Regions from separate parts of the Gasterosteus aculeatus genome. Here region 1 is linked to region 2. A link is a contact called in public Hi-C data. All regions are on one chromosome and are shown on one strand. The core of a region is the stretch at or near the end of the contact, and the rest is flanking DNA. Distances in the headings are between cores, read along the strand shown. Region 1 holds the start of pdcd7 (programmed cell death 7). Region 2 holds the start of mex3b (mex-3 RNA binding family member B).

Region 1 (3,659 bases), core at 719-3,218, 910 kb before region 2:
GAGATCTAGTGTGCGCGCGCTAGCATCCCAAACATATCCTTCGTTCTGAAACAAAGAGGCCTTCTCCAAACCCCCCTAGCTGTCAGAGCCTGCGCTTTATTGTGGTGATCAACCAGAATCACCATCATTCCTCCCACTACGACTCTAAATCACATCAAGTATCAGTACTACTCTTAATATGAATGCTCGACACAAACAGATTTTATGAACAACAATTTTAAAAACAATTCAGATTGGGCAGGTTTGAAGCTCTCATTGGACTTTTAATATCAACTCGAAACGCAACATTATTATCAGCCTGATAGGATAATGTCGTCACGCACAGCCTTATCATCAAAAAGGAAACACTGAAGAGAACGTGAGTCCTACCTGGTCCTCATGTTAAATGCATCCTCTTGCCTGTTTCTGTTGGTAACCATAGTAACGCCCCATGTCAGCTGTCACAGTGAACCGGCAGGGTCTAACAGGCTACCCTGTTAACTAATAACTCATTTAATATCAATTGATCAATTACGAAAAAAGCCTTTGCGGATTTGTACAATTTGTGATCATCTTTTATAAAGATGTTTTGAATTTTTACTTTTCTTGGCATTATTGTTCCCCCTGGATACACAAGGTCAAGCAAAAGCTGCATCCGTGTTGGTAACGGTGAGAACATTCTTATTATATCGGGTCCACGTTGTGTATTATTTGAGAAAGCAGCTGACCTCTGAACTGCTCCGTAGAACACGCTCTGTGCTCACAAGCCCATCTGGCTGCTCTCCGCTCTTTGATTGTGGTATTAATTTGTTTCATAAATTAGCTATAACAACATTTCACTGTGGCTTGGAGGCAATGTCCATCTCTGCATTCCGGTCGGTTGAATTGATCATTTCCCGGCTTCGTCGTGGTGGTCACAGGCTGACCTGGCTGCTCTTTGGAGTGACCCGTGACCGTGGACGGTTCCATCCTCACACCTCCAGGAGAGACGCTGTGCTCGCTGTGTCTAGAGCTACTGCCCTGCTTTACCACCTGATTAAATCCCAATTAGCCACATATTTCCTTATATTATTGTAGCTATTCTGTGCGACACGCGTTTACTCAAAACAGGCTCCAAAGACAAATATGTTTTGGTTTTGTCCAAACTTTATTTCAAAGAAAGAGCAACTTGCTCACTTCCTCTTTCAACACCAAGCGACGTTTGGAAACAGAGTGGTACCATTTCGAAAAAGACATATAGATATAGATAGATATAATACCCTCCATCGGGTTCCCACCGCTGTCGTAACTACGACAACAACAGACGCTTTCGGCTGAGAGTCGCCAGCTAACACGGCCGCCAGACAACCCGAAGCACCGGGCGGCTGGATTACAAATCCGGGGGTACTTACTCTTTTCAGGGGCACTGTGCTTCTGAACCAGTTGTAGTCCGGAGACACTTTAATCTCCTCCATCTAAGGACACATTCAAAGACACACCTTCAGGACATGCTCGTCCAACGTGAATCCAATGCACAGTGGAGGCAAAGTGTAACATTAGCCTAGCAGCTAACGCTCAGCGAGACCATCTGATCGCGATGGAATCAACATGAGCGCTTCCCGGTCAATGACCGAATATGACGTGATTTACTGTGTCCCCGGGACGTCTGGGCACCTTTACCGTGTTCGCCGTGGATGTTGTCACCGTCTCCGAGGAATTTTATCCATATCTAGATCCCATGTCGAGCCTGGTCATATGACTTCAGCTCCGCACACTTCCGCACAGCGCGTGTCTCCGCCCACCGGTAACTACGAGCGCGCGATGCACTGTGACGTCATCATGCAAAATGTATGCGCGTGTTTGACATGGCAAATGCCCGTGTTCAGGGTCTTCAAACACACGTTTTCTTGGAGGTGTTTCTACTGGAGGTCTTATGGCGGATCCTGAGGCGAAAGCCTACATACGTGAGAGAGGCCGCGTCTCAATCCAGCAGCTGCATCCCTCGCAGAACGATTGCGTCACTGCAGTTGTGTCCTCCGAATGATACAGCTGGAGTGTCCCCCAAAAGACCACGCGTTGGGAGTCGAAGGAGGTATCCGAAGGCAAAAAAAACAGCAATGACGATTCTGGACCAGTAGGAGGCCCCAACGAGTCAAAGCGGGTCCAGTCTGCCGGAAGTGATGCGCCGCAGGAGAAGAAGAGGAAGGAGGTGATCGTCTAATGTCCGCGTTGTAACCGTCCCCGCGGTGCTGCCGCACTCAGCATGGACAACGTTTACCGGCGCTCACCGGCGGAGGCGCAGCAGCCTCTCGGCTGTGATGGCGGCTACCTGGAGACGTCGTACGCGGCCAGCCGACCGAGCGGCGCGGCGCACGACGCGGCACAGCCGGACTACGCTGCGCAACACTGGACCTCTCCGCGGGGATATGCCGGTCACCCGTACGGGTTTAGATGCGACTTCCCCACTCCGTCTCACGGAGGCGGGGGTTTCGGAGGACCGATTCCGTATGGATTCGACCCCTCCGTCCCGCCGCCCCCCTTCGGCTGCCCGCCGCCTGCACACTTTCCCAACGCGGCGACCGGGGCGCCGATTCACCCATTCGACGGCGCGGGAGCCTCCACCTTTGACCCGTTCCACCAGCAGTACCGAGCCTGTCCCGGGACCGCGCGCTATGACCCGGAGCCCGGTCCCAACCAACACCACGAATACACGGACTTCTCTGAGCGCGGCGCGCTGCTCGCCAATGCGCGGTTCGCTCCGCAGGCGAAGAACCGCGACAGGAGTCCGGAAACAAGAACGCAGCCCGAGGATGAAACCGCTGTACAGAGGAGGCGGGACCTGCAGTGGATCGGACGCTTCTTGCAAGGCCGAGACCGGGCCGCCCGGGCCCCTCGGGCCCAGCACAGCGGAGCCCCGGGGCCGAGGGCGGCTCTGCACCGGGCCGCCCGGCTCGTCTCCCGGCTGGCGGAGGCCTGCGAAGCGCTGAGGGACACCGCGGGGGACGAGTGCGCGTGGGCGGACTCTTATTCAACGGCACTGGGAGTGAAGACGGAGCTGCAGGACGAGCTCGATCGCCTCCGCCTCGGGGAGCGTCTCCATAGCTGGAAGGCGAAGTTGTCCCGCGTCGCTAAGAGGAGGGCTCGGCTGCTGAGGGCCCGGAAGCTGCACCAGCTGGACGAGAAGCTCCGAGAGGAGCAGATCGACGACAAAGAGGCGGCCATAGACAAGTGGAGGATGCAGCGCGTCCAACAAGTGGAGGAGAGGAAGAAGGTAACTCCGTGCACCAGAAGACTCTAATATAACACATGTTGTCCACTTGGGAGCAGAAGAGCTGTACACCAAACCCCATCATGACCGGGCGATAGGATCTTTATTCAGATATATGACAGTGAAAGCATTTCACTCATTCAGAATGACTAACAGCTTTCTTAATAATTGATCTGCTTGTGTGGCAGGAGCGGGAGCTGAAGCTGGCTGCAGACGCTGTCCTCTGCGAGGTGCGGAAGAAGCAGGCAGACGTGAAGAGGATGCAGGACATCCTGAGGTCTCTGGAGAAACTGCGCAGACTAAGGAAAGAGGCCGCATTGAGGAAAGGTGACCGCTAGAAGCCCATCTGGCTGATGCCAGACTCCTTATCGCCAGTTCTTTTACAAAGCATGTGAGGTGTGATGGGCACACACAGAGAGCTTTAGCGTGCCGC
Region 2 (3,654 bases), core at 315-2,814:
ACAAAAGGTGGACGTGAGGACAGGTTCCAAGGTAACGACACACAGCAGGAACAAAATAATACAAAAATAAAAGATTGTTTGCTAAAATATGGTCAGCAGCTCCAACAGCTGCTCACTTTATCGGCTTCTTGACGTCCTGTTCTGGCTTTGTTGCATAAAGTACTATTTCAATACCTTCAACAGCGTTTCTTCATGATGATGAGGCCGTCGGTGGGAACTACAGAATTAGCCGAGCAAAGGCAGCTGGGACATTGTGATGTAACCAGGGAGGAGGAGGAGGGTGAACTCAGCCTTCTAATGAAATGTCGGACATACATTTTGCATGAGTTAATATCATGCTGATGTAGGTTGAATGAGAAAAGGGTCCGTGTTTTGAATAATGGCAGCTGTCACGGTTAATCCACTTATTCATTTCTACTTAAACAGACCCCTGTGAAGGCTTTACAGTGGAGGGCGATGTGCTGCTGTACTTTTCCTCGGAGCAGCAGCAGCATTGCAGGGATGGAAGAGATGCCACATGAAGGGCGGCGATGGCACAAGCACCGTGTCGCTGGTCTCAGTTTGTGCAGCTATATGTGCCAATGTCCATCTGGTTTAGCGGATTCTCATAATATAGAGCAGGGATTTGATGGGCAAACCAGAGATGAACCAGGACGGACATGTGGACTAAGAGCAGGTGTTTGTTCTGGTTCTGGAGCTGCAGCGTGGTCTTCTCATTGAATGGAAGGACTGTCCACTTTCCCCAAACCAAAAGTCCCTTTATGCTTCATTTCACGTGCACACTTATGAATGCACCTCACACAATATGACCATGTTACCATTTAGCGCACACAAAATGTAACCTAATTTGTAACTTTTTTAGTCAGCTTGAGTGTCGCTGCGCCCACAGGACTGTATTCTAGAAGAACAGCGTGAAACCTGCAACGTCTGCGTCTGGTTGACTGGTAAAAAGATGCTGTCGTCCCACACGAGCAGACATCAGGACGTGCTCCTACCTGAGATGTTCCACTGCTAAACATGTCAGAGACATAGAGAGGAAGGGAGAAACACACACCCTGTCTGCCCACGATCTCGGCCACGTGCTCGGAGCTGGGAACCGGGACGCATTGGGTCATGTTCACGCTCCTTCCCCGGACCTCTTGGCCGTCGTGACCGGGCTCCTCGTCGTTGTCCAAGACGAGGAGGGAGAGCTGGTTCAGGGCGGTCTGCAGGACATCTCCTTGGACGCCGCTGTCTGCAAAGAGCGAGCTGGGCATCTTGGCAAAAGGAAGGCGGGTGAATGGAGAAGAGGAGGAGAGGGAAGAGGAGCGGACTCGCTCTGCAGATCAATGGGACAGAAGAAGAGAGACGCAGCAGCCATAAAACAAGCATGAGCCACTTGGTTTTCCAATGGACAGTGGTGGTCTCGGTCCGACCCAACCCGATCTGTTTATTCCAGAGAGTAATAATCTCCCTTCCTGACAAAGGGCACTCCCTCCCAAATCCCCCCCAGCCCTCCCCCACCCCCTGCTGGCTTCTCCCTGCTCCTCTGTTGCTTCTGTCTGAGTCCTTTGCAGAGCCAGACAGCGAGATGCGCGGATGACGTCGTCGTCGGGGCAGGGACAATGCAGTGCGGTGAGCTCATTTGCATATCCCTGAGCTGATTGGCTGGGCGGCAGCAAGTGGGCGGGTCCGCCCTAAAAGAACCCCAGTTTCTTTGTTGTTGCCTCTTGTTTGTGCCTCACTGCTCGGCCGGTTCTCACGTTTACTGTGGACACTTGCAGAGCCTTTAGTGAATGTCGGCTACAAGTCACATCATTAGACATTAACAGCACTAATCAATAGATCTCAACAGATCGATTGATAGGTTTCATCTAACATCAGGCTGTGTTCTCCCAGGGCAGTGGCATTTTGTTGAATCAGACACGTTTAACTTGTCTGCAAATTGTATGGATTACCCCAAAACACGTTGTGCTCAGTGGCAGGTGATTAAATACGTCTGTAAAAAGGCCAATTACATTTGTTGGGGTTGCAGAGAAACATGTGGAAGGATAATTTCTCTCGGCAATAAGCAGCACCGTCAGAACAAACAAACCTGAAACAATTGATGCAAAGCCAATGGAGGAGGAGAGCTTCACGACAGGAATATGTCAGTCAGTGTGGAATGCCATTAAACAAGATAAGGCTTCAGAGGAAACCATATCGATGACATAATGCAAAGGAAATGTCGGTGCTTGAAGATCATTAGATGAGAGAACTCATTCATTCATTAGCTCTGTCAGGCTGAAGATAGTCGTCACGGGGCGGTTGGACCTTCGTCCAGGAGACTGTTCTGTGTCTATTGTGCAAAAATAAAAGCAAACATTTTGTGAGTTGAAAATCATCTTCAAAAGTCAAAACTAAACAAAAATACGTTTGAATCATTTACGTCCTTCAGTTTCAATGTACTGTTAGATATGGATATCTGCTGAAACATACCAGTTCAAAGCTTTATAAAAGGCATCTCTTGAATAAAAAAAAAAACTTTTTGCAATTAAAATGTCTACTACTAAATAAATTCAATTCTCAAAAAAACCGTAAAAGTATTTACAGTAAATTGAAAGGTCGATATGAGATAATAGTCACCAATTAAAATACTGTAGGCAGCATGTTACTTAACTAATGTGATGGTGGTACATTCCTACATAGTTGTTTGTCAGACTGCATTATTCCACAAGGGAAAGTCTCTCTGCATAAGATTTCTTTCTTAGCACAAAGGGGATATCGATCAATTCCAAAGCGTTGAGGCGGGAGGAAGTTGGTCCTGCTCCATTGGAAACAGGAGATGCTTGAGTGCAACAGGGCTTTTATTTTGAAAATCAGCCTTATCCCGAATAGGAAATGGTAAATCGACTCCAGTCTTTTGGAGAGAGACTCTCCAGTGCTGCTGCTTTTTGAAATGTTTCTTTATTTTGACTGTCTTTTGCGTGAGTCTATTGACCTTCTGAATCAATGTAGTTCTCTATTGTTAAGGACAATAAATGTCGACGCACACAACCGTCCCACTCGCATGGGTTTCTTCTCGGTAACTGGAGGGACGCAGTCACCCTTGTGTCACTTGGTTTTACTGCTCATAATCCCAGACAGACACAGGGTGGAGGTATACGGTGGGATTAACTACCCCCTGTATCTCACAGGTAGATGCGTCCCATAATGATGGGGATCAAAGCCATTCAGTGAAACAATGACAAATAATGTCCACATTCCACAAACAACTGCTCATTGAAATGAAGCAATCAAGATGACTCATTTTATTGATGTAAATTGTTAAGCACAAATATAGAAATGAGTAGCTGTGTATAACACTTGGTACGCAGCCACAGTTCTGTGCAGGTTCCTGGAGGAGCTGCATGTGTTTTCTTCTCTACTTGTTCTTGCCGAGTGTTCTCTGCTTCTCTGCATGCTCCACTATCTTCTCCTCCACATAAAGGCCTTTGCGGCGACGGACAGCGTTCATGTATTTCAGGGACTGGTTTGCAGAGTCAGCTTTTTCCCCAAAGTGCAGGTATTCTTCTTCTGTGGTGGGAACCCAGTACGGGTCACTGCTGATCACCTGGAGGGCAAAGACGGATTCAATGTAGTGATGATGGTAGTATTGTGTTTAACAACATATGACAGTTTATTCTCCCCCCTACG

Evidence for each region. Hi-C and Micro-C count contacts between places; a contact is called where the count stands out from the background.
Region 1: a contact with region 2 is called in a Hi-C map of skeletal muscle, with 9 times the contacts expected there. The contact joins the promoter of pdcd7 here to the promoter of mex3b in region 2. A contact is called at or near these places in 2 of 6 Hi-C or Micro-C datasets (skeletal muscle and tail fin).

The regions. Positions count from the first base shown.
Region 1 is chr12:1,292,839-1,296,497 of fGasAcu3.hap1.1, reverse strand. It overlaps pdcd7 (programmed cell death 7), which reads left to right and starts at 1,968. Exons shown (of 5, transcript XM_040195983.2): 1 at 1,968-3,229; 2 at 3,415-3,553. The coding sequence starts at 2,222. spg21 (SPG21 abhydrolase domain containing, maspardin) reads right to left here and starts at 2,764. Exons shown (of 9, transcript XM_040196016.2): 1 at 1,639-2,764; 2 at 1,371-1,433. The coding sequence starts at 1,433.
Region 2 is chr12:383,345-386,998 of fGasAcu3.hap1.1, reverse strand. It overlaps mex3b (mex-3 RNA binding family member B), which reads right to left and starts at 1,564. Exons shown (of 2, transcript XM_040202698.2): 1 at 1,055-1,564. The coding sequence starts at 1,256. efl1 (elongation factor like GTPase 1) reads right to left here. Exons shown (of 23, transcript XM_040202686.2): 23 at 3,241-3,571. The coding sequence ends at 3,383.